3 separate regions of the Oryctolagus cuniculus genome follow, and all the other regions are linked to region 2. A link is a contact called in public Hi-C data. All regions are on one chromosome and are shown on one strand. Each heading gives the region's core, a stretch centred on a gene start, on an enhancer-like site or on the middle of the called end of the contact. The rest is flanking DNA. Distances are from core to core; before and after follow the strand shown.

Region 1 (3,109 bases), core at 421-2,920, 340 kb after region 2:
TATTGCATTGAAGTACAAATTGGTTTCAAATTGGTGAGCCACTGGTACAAACTGGGAGATCTTCTGCTTAAGTTTCTGTGACATGACTTGACCAAAGTACACTTGTGAATCCTTGGCATGTTTGCAAAGTCATGGTCAGAATTTTCTCATTTTAGACCCTGTTTTCCATCGGCAGATAGCAACACTGCAAACACACTGGAACAGATGCACCGAAGGACACCAAGAAGTAGATGAAGAGATGCAACCCTTGCCCTCAAGGATGCCACCATCTAGGGAGAAGGCAAACTCTTGAGAGGTCAATGGCAATGCAGTGACTAAGACAGTTGGGCAAAAGGTGCCTGAAAGTACAGAGGGGAGAGAAAATGCCATGGATGACGATTGTAATAGGAGCCTTCCAGGTGGAAGCAGATGAAGGAAGGACATTGCTGTTAGAAAGAGACACTGGGTAGGGGTCAGTGTTGTAGAACAGCGGATTAAGACACCACCTGCGATGCCAGCACCCCTTATTGGAGCACAAGTTCAGGTGCCAGCATCTCCACTTCCAATCCAGCTTCCTGTTAATGCACCTTGGAAATCAGTGGATGATGGCCTGAGTACGTGGGCCTTTGCCACCCATATGAGAGACCAGGATAGAATTCTTGGATCCTGGCTTTGACCTAGCCTAGCCCCAGCTGTTGGGGCCATTTGAAGAGTGAACCAGAGGATCTCTCTATGTGTCTCTCCCTCTGTCACTCTGATTACCAAATAAAGAACATAAATCTTAAAAGAAAAAAAAAAGACGTGGGACTAAGATATGGCAGAATGAGAGAGTGTTCTGAATTTATGCACTTATAAGGTAGTACTCTTCAGCTCCCATTCGTTGTTAGCATTGCCCATTTATTCCCACTCAGGGATAGTCGGTAATAAATTAGTGGTAGGGAGAGACAAGTGTTGGTAACCTCCTATCCCTATTCCCTGTAAAATATTCCCCCTCCAAATGAAACGACAATGGAAAATTCTGGCTGTATATATAACAGTCTCCCAAATTGCTTTACTCTGTCTTCTAAGCCACTGCAGGGAGCCTCTACACCTCCCTGTACCCGTGAAACCAAACCCCTTCCTGGGATGACAATGGCACCAGCTGCCAATCTCCTGCTATCCTGTCCATGGCAAACATCTCCCTAATCTGATTACAACCATATTATTAGACTCTATTCTCATCACCCTTTTTAGTATGTAGATGGGATTTTTGGTTTTTTCTAAAGGCTTAAAATAATTTTTACCCCTTTTAATGCCCTTTAAATGCATTTTCAATGAGTGTTACTCATTACGGGTGAGAAGTATTCCCCTCTGGCTCTTTTTAAAGGGCATTGCATTAAGGAGATAACAGATTTTGACAATTTATTAAGGAAGGGTTAAGTCCACAGATTACACTATGTCTGCTGGCACAGCATTTGTGGTAACATTTTATATTTATTTTAACATGTGAGCTTTATCATATAATGTCCTCATCTACCACCACCACCCAAGCAACCTACTGTGTGAGAGTTTCTGGGACAACCCATGGCTTTTCCAGTTACCCAGAAGAGATCAGAGAGTATCTTAGAAACAAAGTGGAATATGTATGTCTCCTTCTCCTCCCTCTCCCTCTCCTTCTCCCTCTCCCTCTCTCTGTCTCTGATCATGATAACCAGAAATGGAAAAGAACACCGAACCAAAAATAGTAGCACCATTTACTCTGACAGAATAGGAAGCCAGCAGTTTCTGCCTGTGAGTTTTCAGGATCTCAAGCAAGCAACACCTCTGTGACTCCTTTGAATCATCTGTCAAACAGAAGGGATGATATGGATGCCAATGTGTTTCCCTAAACAGGGGCCAGAATTAGTACAATTTCAAGTCCAATTTGTACAACTCTGAATTTCACCACAAGAAAGGCTTAAAATCGTGAAGCAGTCCACCAGTCCAATGGCAGGCAGAGACTGCTGCCGGCTTTGATAAAATTCTATTTATAGTCAGAATTCTGGAGTCACATTCACAATTGTGTATTAGATTTAAAAAAATGTGATCACTGTGTGCACCATTGAGAGTGTAGTTTAATAGAACACTGCAACACAGAAATGAACAGTCCTTAAGAGTTGGATGTTATGTGGGAAGGTAGAAAAGTCGCATGCTTGGGAGTCCAAAAATATGGTTCCTATTCTCTGCTGTTTCTTTGACTCTCACACCCACCATAGCCTAAGTCGTTAGCTCTCAATGTTGTTCATACAGGCACCCCTCTCTGCAAAGAGAAGCAAACAAACCACTTGCCCCGGAATTTGTGGGAGATCCTAGAGCCACCTTTTATAATGGTGATATCACTTGCAAAATATTCCGATTTCTATTTGAACTCGGTGTTTGGATCTATTTTAGGTGTTCTTGGTTTTTAAGGAGAGATGTTTTAGATTCATTATTGTCATCAAATATTTACCCTCCAGAAGTCAGTCCCTGCTTGGCCTGTGCCCTCGAGTTGGCAATAGCGCTGCTGCTATATATCTCAGAGTGGGAAGTGGACAGCAGCAAGGTACAAAGACAGATGGTTCCTAGTTTATGCTCCACATAGGTTCTCCACTCTACCATGGTATGAAACTGACATGTGTTCAGTAGAAACCAGGCTCGGGACATTGAACTTGGCCCTCTCCTGGGCTAGCACTGCACAGTCCTTTCCTGTCCTGTGCTGAGGGCCAGCAGCAGTGACTGCTGCTCCCAGGCAGCCTTGTGGTCATAAGGGGAAATCACCAACATTCTTCAGTGCCTTGTGTTGCTGAGCTGGGATGCACAGCGGGTTAGGTGCATTCATAATGTTTTCAACTTAAGAGAGTGTATCGAGACATAACCCTGTCGTAAGTCAAGGGGCTTCTCTACATTGATGTTTTTTAAAAAGTTGTAACCTCTGGATAGGCTTTGTGATACAGCCCATTAAGCCCCTGCCTGAGACACTGGCATCCCATGTTGGAATGCCTACTTGAGTCTTGTCTACTCAACGCTTCTGATCTTGCTTCCTTAATGCACCTGGGAGGCAGCAGATGGTGGCCCAAGTACTTGGGTTCCTGTCACCCATGTGGGAGACCTGGATACAATCCCTGGCTCCTAG
Region 2 (3,536 bases), core at 724-3,223:
TCTCCTCCCGCTGCTGTCTCCTGCGGCTCGCACCGGGAAGCTACGAGTCTCTTCGGGGACAGAACCAGTTCGGAGGAGTCCCTACTGCACAACATACGGTAAACAAAATAAAAATAGCCAGCCGCTCTCCTTAGCCACACGGCGCATTATATAACCAGCTTCCGATGGCTTTTTTTTTCTTTTGCCCCTACTACTCTTCAGCAATTTCTCAACCTCCCGAAGTATTTATATTGCCCTCCTTGTAGGATTATGCACCAAGAAAGCAAAACAGGCACGGGATCGAAGCGGACCTCCTCGTCCTTAGAAGCTTTTTTTTTTTTTTTTTTTTGCTTTTTCTGGCAGCCTCTCCAGAACCATCCGACTTCCACCCCCCAACTAAGCTCCTTGCTCAATCTCCCTAGAAAACCTGAATTGTTTCAGCGCCCCCAGCCAAGCCCCCCTACGTGGTCTGAAATAAAATGAAAGCGCAAGCCGCGGAGTTTCCGCAGGCGGCCCGAGGGCGCGGGGCCGAGGACGCGGCAGGCGGCCCCGGGGGCGGCGGAGCCCCCTCCCGGCGCGCACTCGTACCCGCACCCCCATCCGCACCCGCACCCTCTTGCTCGTACCGCGCCGCGCGCCCACGCCGCCTCACCTCTCGCTCCGCCTGGCCGGCCGCGGCCCTGCCCCCTGCGGGACCGGCCTGCGCGCAGCACTGGAACCACGTAGGAGGCGGCGGCGGCGGCCGCGGGAGTGGCAGAGTGTCCGGCCCGGCCCCGAGCGAGCGAGCGAGCGGCGGGGCTCCGAGGCGCATCCCAAGCCCCGCAGCGCCTCCTCCTCCGCCGCCGCCGCCGCCTCTTCCCCTCCTCCTGGCTTCCCATTCACCCTCCCGGCAGCCGCGCAGCCCTTCACTCCCGGCGCAGGGCAGCGCCCGCCGCCGCTCCTCTGCTCCTGCCGCGGGCGCTGGCGGGGACGCGGGCCCGGGCTGGGGCGCTCGCGGGCTCCCGGCTCCGGGCGGCGGCGGCTGCACATGATCAGGAAGCGGCCGCACCAACAGGGCGGCGGTGGCGGCGGTAGCCAGGGCCGCCACCGCCACTCCAGCCCCGCTCCGGGCACCCTCACGCCTTGCGCCGCGCGCAAAGTCCGGCCCGGCGCCGGGAGCAGCCCTCTCCCAGCCCGCAGCTGCACGCCCCGGAAGGCCGGCTTCGGCGGGCAGACCCCCACCCGGGAGCGCCGGGGCCAGGCGACCACCGGCGGGGAAGCCTAGCCCTCCCGAGCCCCGCTCGCGCTCACCGCCCCCCTCTGGGGAGGAGGATCGCGAAGGAAGCGGCGGGGGGCAGGAGGACAGCGCGACCCCCAGCCGCCGCCGCCTCCCCGCTGCGCCACCCGGAGGGAGGAGGACATGGTTCTCCGCACTAGCGGCCGGACCGGCAACCGCCGGAGCGGGGCGCCGCCGCCGCTCTCGCCACCCGCGCCCCCCGCCCGGGCGCGCCCCCTCGCCCGGCGGGCGCCCACCCGGGGCCCTGGCAGTTCCCCCTGCGGGCCGCGTCGGCGCTCGGAGCTGGGGTCCTGGCCGAGAGGCTGGAGCTGGGGACGGTTGTATACACACACACACACATACACACACACACACACACATACACACACACACAACACGACGCGTCGGTTTCCCTCGCTCCTCTTCCAGCTGTTTTCCGTGCAGCCAATTGGGGTTTGGGGTTTGTTTGCTGGTTGTTGCTTTTGCCCCTCTCGGGGGAGCGGAGAGAGGGGCGGGGGGATTTTAATCTAAATAAGGGGCGAAGGGGATGGGGGAGGGGGGAGAAAGAACCAGAGGAGGAAAAAAAAATAGCCACTTACTGTAAAGTGTAAATGGATCTGGGGTTGCGTGGGGAGGGGGGACAGAGGGAGAGAAACAGTGTCTCGCGGCCGCTGTGGCTCTGGCTGCTGCTCCACGGGGCTTGTTTTGGATCCCCCTGCAGTGAACAGGTCCTGTACGGCTCCGCCACTGTAGTAGAAATGATGTCTGCGGTATACTCTGCTCTCTCCTCCTCCTCCTCCCCCTCCCGCTCGCCCTCCCTCCTCCCTCCGCCCGCCCTCCCTCGCGCTCGCTCGCGCTCGCTCGCTCGCTCGCTCGCTCCAGTATGTAAATGTGTAATAGAAGCCAAATATGGAGCAGTTGGCGGCCGCCGCCGCAGCTCCAGGATCCGACTTCATGGGGGGGGGAGGGGGCACCCCCTGGCAGGCGGCCCGGCGAGCCGCGCAGAGCACGGCGAGCGCACGGCGGCGGCGGCGGCCCGCGCCCTTAACCCTTCGGTGCGCGTCGCCGCCCGGGGACGCAGCCCCCGGGGAGCCCCGCGCCGGGCGGGCCCCCGAGGAGCGGGAGGGAAGAAGCGGGCCTCGGTGGGGGTAGGGCGGAGCGGAGTGGTGGTGGAACCGCTCCTTCCAGGTTCGGGAAAGGGGCGGGGAGTTGGGACGATGAGGTCATTGGAGCGGTGACCGGGCCGGGGGAGGGGGGTCCTTGAGCGCCTTCCCAGGTCCCGCCACCCAGTCGGAGGGTTGCAACTCGGGCAGCCTGGGGGTTTCTCCCAGCGAGTGTCGGGGGCTGTGAAGGACCCAGGGCGGGGCGGAGAGGTCGGCCGTTTCCCATCCGGACGTGCCCTTGCTCCCCGGCGCCGCGAGGAGCGGACCCGCAGGCTTGGTGTGCGCCTCCTCCACTGTACGCTAACCGGCAAGCACGGCTCGCTCCGGCGCCCCGGAACCCAAACCCTGGGTCCGCGGGGCTGGCTCCAGCGCGCAACTCTGGAAAGTTGAGAGGCTGAGTCCCGTTGCGCGAGGCAGCCTCACCGTTGCGGCCCCTGAAAGCTGGCGACCCCCGGGAGCCGCCCTCCTCTCTCTCCCTCCCTCTGTCTCTGCAGGTCGGGCGATCAGCTCCGGGCACCGAACTCCTCGGTGGCGCTAGGCTTTGACACACGACCTCCGCGCGCGCACGCGCCTGCGTGCGTCCCTCCCGCAGCTAATTCGGGATCATTAATTTCATCGGAAATGAGGTAACCAGCGGAGGAGGCAGAGAAAGCGAGAGGAGCACCCAACGGCGGTTCTTGCGAACCCGCGCCCAAGTACTTCCTCGGGACTTAGTCGGCAAGTGCGGTCCCCAGCCCCGCACCAGCCCGCGCCCAGCCAGGCCCGGCCGGCGCGCGCGCGCAAGGGGCGCACCTTGGCCCGCAGGTGCGGCGCCTGGAGGAAGGGAGCTGGCGGCTGCCGACGGTTCTGGAAGACCAGGAGGTGTTGGGACCGCTCTCGCCCTCCTGCAGGTGCTCAGCACGGAGCGTCTGGAAACACGATCCCTGTGTATCTTGCCTGCGAGCTGCGTTTGCGAGACCTTTTGGCTGAGTTTGCCCATGACCTAACAATTTAGTCACCGACCGAAGCGGGGTGCAGAGTCACCGAGAGAAATGCAACAACGCCGTATTGTGGAGCCGGAGTGCCTCCGAAATAAAAACCAGCGCTGCGAGCCTGGGAAACGCTTTTGTCCTCGCGTTTTTGCAATGCCATATCCGTAT
Region 3 (3,523 bases), core at 988-3,487, 310 kb before region 2:
GTTTCAATAAAAATCAAGAGACACCACAGCCCTTGTGCCTGTCAAGACGTAGGGGCCCCCACATGAGCCAATCCAACTACATGACACCCTCCTCCCCTCTCCCCGCCCCATTTCCTGTCACCTCCTTCCCATGTGCTATGCTGGGACAGATGGACCTTTGAGCCCTTGTTCACACAAGGGTACGATCCTGTCCTTTTGTAGAATGCATCACCTCTGGACAATCACAAAACTTGTTCCCTTCACTGGAGTCTCCCTCCCTGGCCCCAGCCGCTCTGTTTCTTCTTTATTTACTGTACGTGGTCCCCAGGGCACACCTGGCAGGTGGCACTGCCTGTATGACCCTTGGCTATTTAATGCTTCTTTTCTATACTAGAACAAAGGTTCACGAAGGCAAGACCTTGGCTCCCTGCTCCAACCCCAGCACCTACGGCAGTCCTGGCACAGAGAAAGCACTCGGTAAGTATTTGTTCAATGATTAGAAGTGCTTGAAATTACCCCTTAATGGTAGGATACAAGGGCTTTGTTTCGCCTGCCCTGTGCAACCACGTACAGTACAGTCTGAGCACCACCTAGCCAGACTAAAGCATAAGAGAAAGTCCACACCAGATTTGTGTCTAGGCATCCAGACCACTCCTGGGCCTTTAACACTTTGAGTGGAGAGAAGTCTAAAGTACTCTTGCATGCATGCAGGGTTTCTTAATTCCATTTTGATAGTAAGTCTCTGTATCTTTAATAGTTGCTAACTCATGTTTGTTTTTGTTGTAAGGGCTAAGGAGATAGTGGCACTCTCCAGAAGTTGGATTCTTAGTAATCTGTTAAGTATAACCTCTACTCTGCCCACAGTGGACCAACGAATATTGACAAGCTTGTGCCAAAATCAAAATAAAGCTATCCCATCATTTCAGTGCATTAATTCAACATCCTTTCATTAGAAAAGCTACAGTTCCACTCTTTTGTTTTAACGTATAAACATAAGGTCACTCCACGTCCATCAGCGTGCAGGTTCAGAGCTGAGAACCCTACTACAGCGTTGTTATGTCCTAGGTGCATGCAATCACTGGCTTAGGCCAGGTCCTACAGCCTGAGTTCTTGTCTGCAGTGGGCTTGGCATACAACAAGAACTAAATGTGTGGCTTCAAATGGTGTAACAAAATTGAATTCTTGGCATGCAGCTATCAAAGGTACCATCCTTATGGTAGCCACATGCCAGAGAAGAAATCCACAGTCTAAGATTAGACTCCTCATGCAAAACAAAGTAAATGCGTTCTTTCTGAAACTGCACAGGGACGGGCCCTCCGGCTTACAAATTTCTTTCCTTCTCCTTTAAGGACGTCAATGGGCATCTCATTAATGTTATAATTTGAGAAGTGTTTTCTGCCTCTACTAGAAGATTCGCACTGGAGGAAAATATCAGACTTACCAATGAAAAAAGGCAAATTGTTTCATGTTATTAATGATTTCTGCTTTAAATCAAGCCACTTCTACTCTTTAAGTAAGTTTGAGTAGGTAAGTTTGACCAAAGAAATATCCTGAAATTACAAGGTAACTTAAAAAAAAGTCTTGTTATTATTTCCAACTCCTTAGGAGCCAGGATTTCCTCAGGCCTGTGCAGTACCATTAAAAACAAAAAAGAACCAATGACAGCAAAACAGAATAAATTGGAAACCAAAGTTAGAGAACACTGCAGCTCCTGCCCATAAACTCATTTCAGATTTCTATGTTCATCACAAAACCTCACTGTTCTTTTTGAAGTTATACATTTTATGTCAGCATGATACAGTGAAATCTAATAGACATTATGCTAACAAAATTTGCCTTTATCAGTTTTATATATTGAAATTTCACCTAAGATTGTGTTTGAAAAACAAGCTGCTACAAAAAATATTTGTAAAAGTACCAAGTAAAGGTAATGAATGAGATTTGGCCTCGGTGGGGGGAGGGAGGATTATAACCATAACTCTGCAATGTCTAGATAAAGGAAATAGAAGAAAAGAACCTGTCCCTGATAGCGAACACTTGGACACAATAATCTCATGGCCCACTTGATCTCCCTCTTCTTTTTCACCTCTCAGGGTCAAGCCGGCAACATCTGGAACAGTCTGTGGTGATGGGTCTGCACATGGGGACGGGTCCTTAGGGAAGGGGGTATAGGAGGAGTATTCACTCAGCGGCACTGATAACACAGCCCCTGCCCTCCCCTCCCCATCTGGGGCGCTCTGGTTCAAGGAAGGAATGTGCTGTGGTACAGAAGGCATGGGTCTGTGACTCAGACTTGGGCTGCAAGGCAGAGTGTTTATCATTAGCATGGTTACTCTGCGCTGACTCACTCCCATCCTGTTGAGCTTCTCTTATCTGCCACCGGGGAGGCTAAGTGTTTGCTGAAATTCCTCAGTAGTTCACACATCCACAAAATAACATATAAAACTCACCTTGCACCATACTAACTGATCAATACAGAGCTTCCTTCCTCCTTGGGGTCTTGCACAGTGGACCAGGCTGCTCCACCAACAGAGATCAAGGTCTCACAGTGGGAAAGGACTTTCCAGGAGAGGGATGGAGCCAAGCCCCTGTCCTGAGCTTCTGGCAGGGGCTCTTCCAGAAATCGAGGCATCCTAACAGCTCTGAGGCCCATTCAGCAGCCACCTGCGAACTCACCTGATCCCAGAGGATCCAAAGGATACCAATGTGGGGAACAGGGCTAAAGGAGAGGAAGATTTCTCCAAGAGCCCACCCGGTGGGGGACAGAACAGCTGCTCCTGGGTAGCTGCAAATCATGAATCACGAATCCTTTCATTTAAGTCCAACTCAATCTCTTCTAAGCATTAAATGGAGGCACCTTCTCTCCACATTTAAAAGCAGGCATTTGCCACTTCAGCTGTACAAATTATATAGGATTGAAAATAGTATGGCTGAAAGAAACATGAAGTTTGTAATTAGAGTTCTCTCTCTCTCTCTTTCTGTTCTTCCTCCCCTTCCCGAGGCAAACAGGAACAAAGTGAACAGAAACATGGTTGTTTAAAAGGTTAAAAGGTTGTCACCCCCGGCTTCTATCTTTAGTCTTGCACTCTTTGTCTTTTTGAAGACACAGGAGGTACATATCCGCTGTGTACAGAGGGTTCAGGGCTCTGTCTCTTATTGGCACCATCTCTGGGGCAGTTCACTGAGGGGGCCAACTGTCACCTGGAGCCCCCTTGTTTTTGCCCCCTGCAACTTAGTTAAGGAACAAGAGGGATGCCTACTACAGTGAAGAGATTCTGCAAACAGCAAACGGCAGCCACAGAGGGAAGACTGGGAATTCCAGGGTAAAACAGTTGAGTGACTCCTGAGGACAAGGACTGTATTTTTTTTTCTCCTGGTGCAGGGTATAATGCTGGCATTCACTGAGTATCTGGAGTTTCAATACTTGCAGGGCTAATTATGTGATGTTCAGATGACAAATACAGTTGTGAATCCGTAACTACTCATGACTTTTAAGAGAATGAACTTTTCTGGATTTTGCATAGAATAAGATTAAATTCAGCTG

What was found. A called contact is a pair of places that touch in the nucleus more often than the background predicts.
Region 1: a Hi-C map of embryonic fibroblasts shows a contact between it and region 2, with 5 times the contacts expected there. The contact joins the enhancer-like site here to the promoter of ATXN1 in region 2. A contact is called at or near these places in 4 of 6 Hi-C or Micro-C datasets (ear pinna, embryonic fibroblasts, skin fibroblasts and 1 more).
Region 3: a Hi-C map of skin fibroblasts shows a contact between it and region 2, with 2.3 times the contacts expected there. The contact joins the enhancer-like site here to the promoter of ATXN1 in region 2. A contact is called at or near these places in 3 of 6 Hi-C or Micro-C datasets (embryonic fibroblasts, skin fibroblasts and an unstated tissue).

What each region holds. Positions count from the first base shown.
Region 1 is chr5:144,389,646-144,392,754 of mOryCun1.1, forward strand. No RefSeq gene overlaps it. Among named protein-coding and RNA genes, the nearest start is that of STMND1, 19 kb to the right of the region's middle. Within about 2 kb of position 1,671, at least 1 of the 8 cell types and tissues checked has an H3K27ac peak or open chromatin away from gene starts, as enhancers often do.
Region 2 is chr5:144,048,423-144,051,958 of mOryCun1.1, forward strand. It overlaps ATXN1 (ataxin 1), which reads right to left and starts at 1,974. Exons shown (of 7, transcript XM_051832601.2): 1 at 1,834-1,974. It overlaps LOC138849695, which reads left to right. Exons shown (of 2, transcript XR_011388744.1): 1 at 1-98; 2 at 2,892-3,536.
Region 3 is chr5:143,741,949-143,745,471 of mOryCun1.1, forward strand. The region is part of intron 5 of ATXN1 (ataxin 1); the gene reads right to left. It overlaps LOC138849697 (a long non-coding RNA gene), which reads left to right. Exons shown (of 2, transcript XR_011388747.1): 2 at 1-3,523. Among named protein-coding and RNA genes, the nearest start is that of GMPR, 190 kb to the left of the region's middle. Within about 2 kb of position 2,238, at least 1 of the 8 cell types and tissues checked has an H3K27ac peak or open chromatin away from gene starts, as enhancers often do.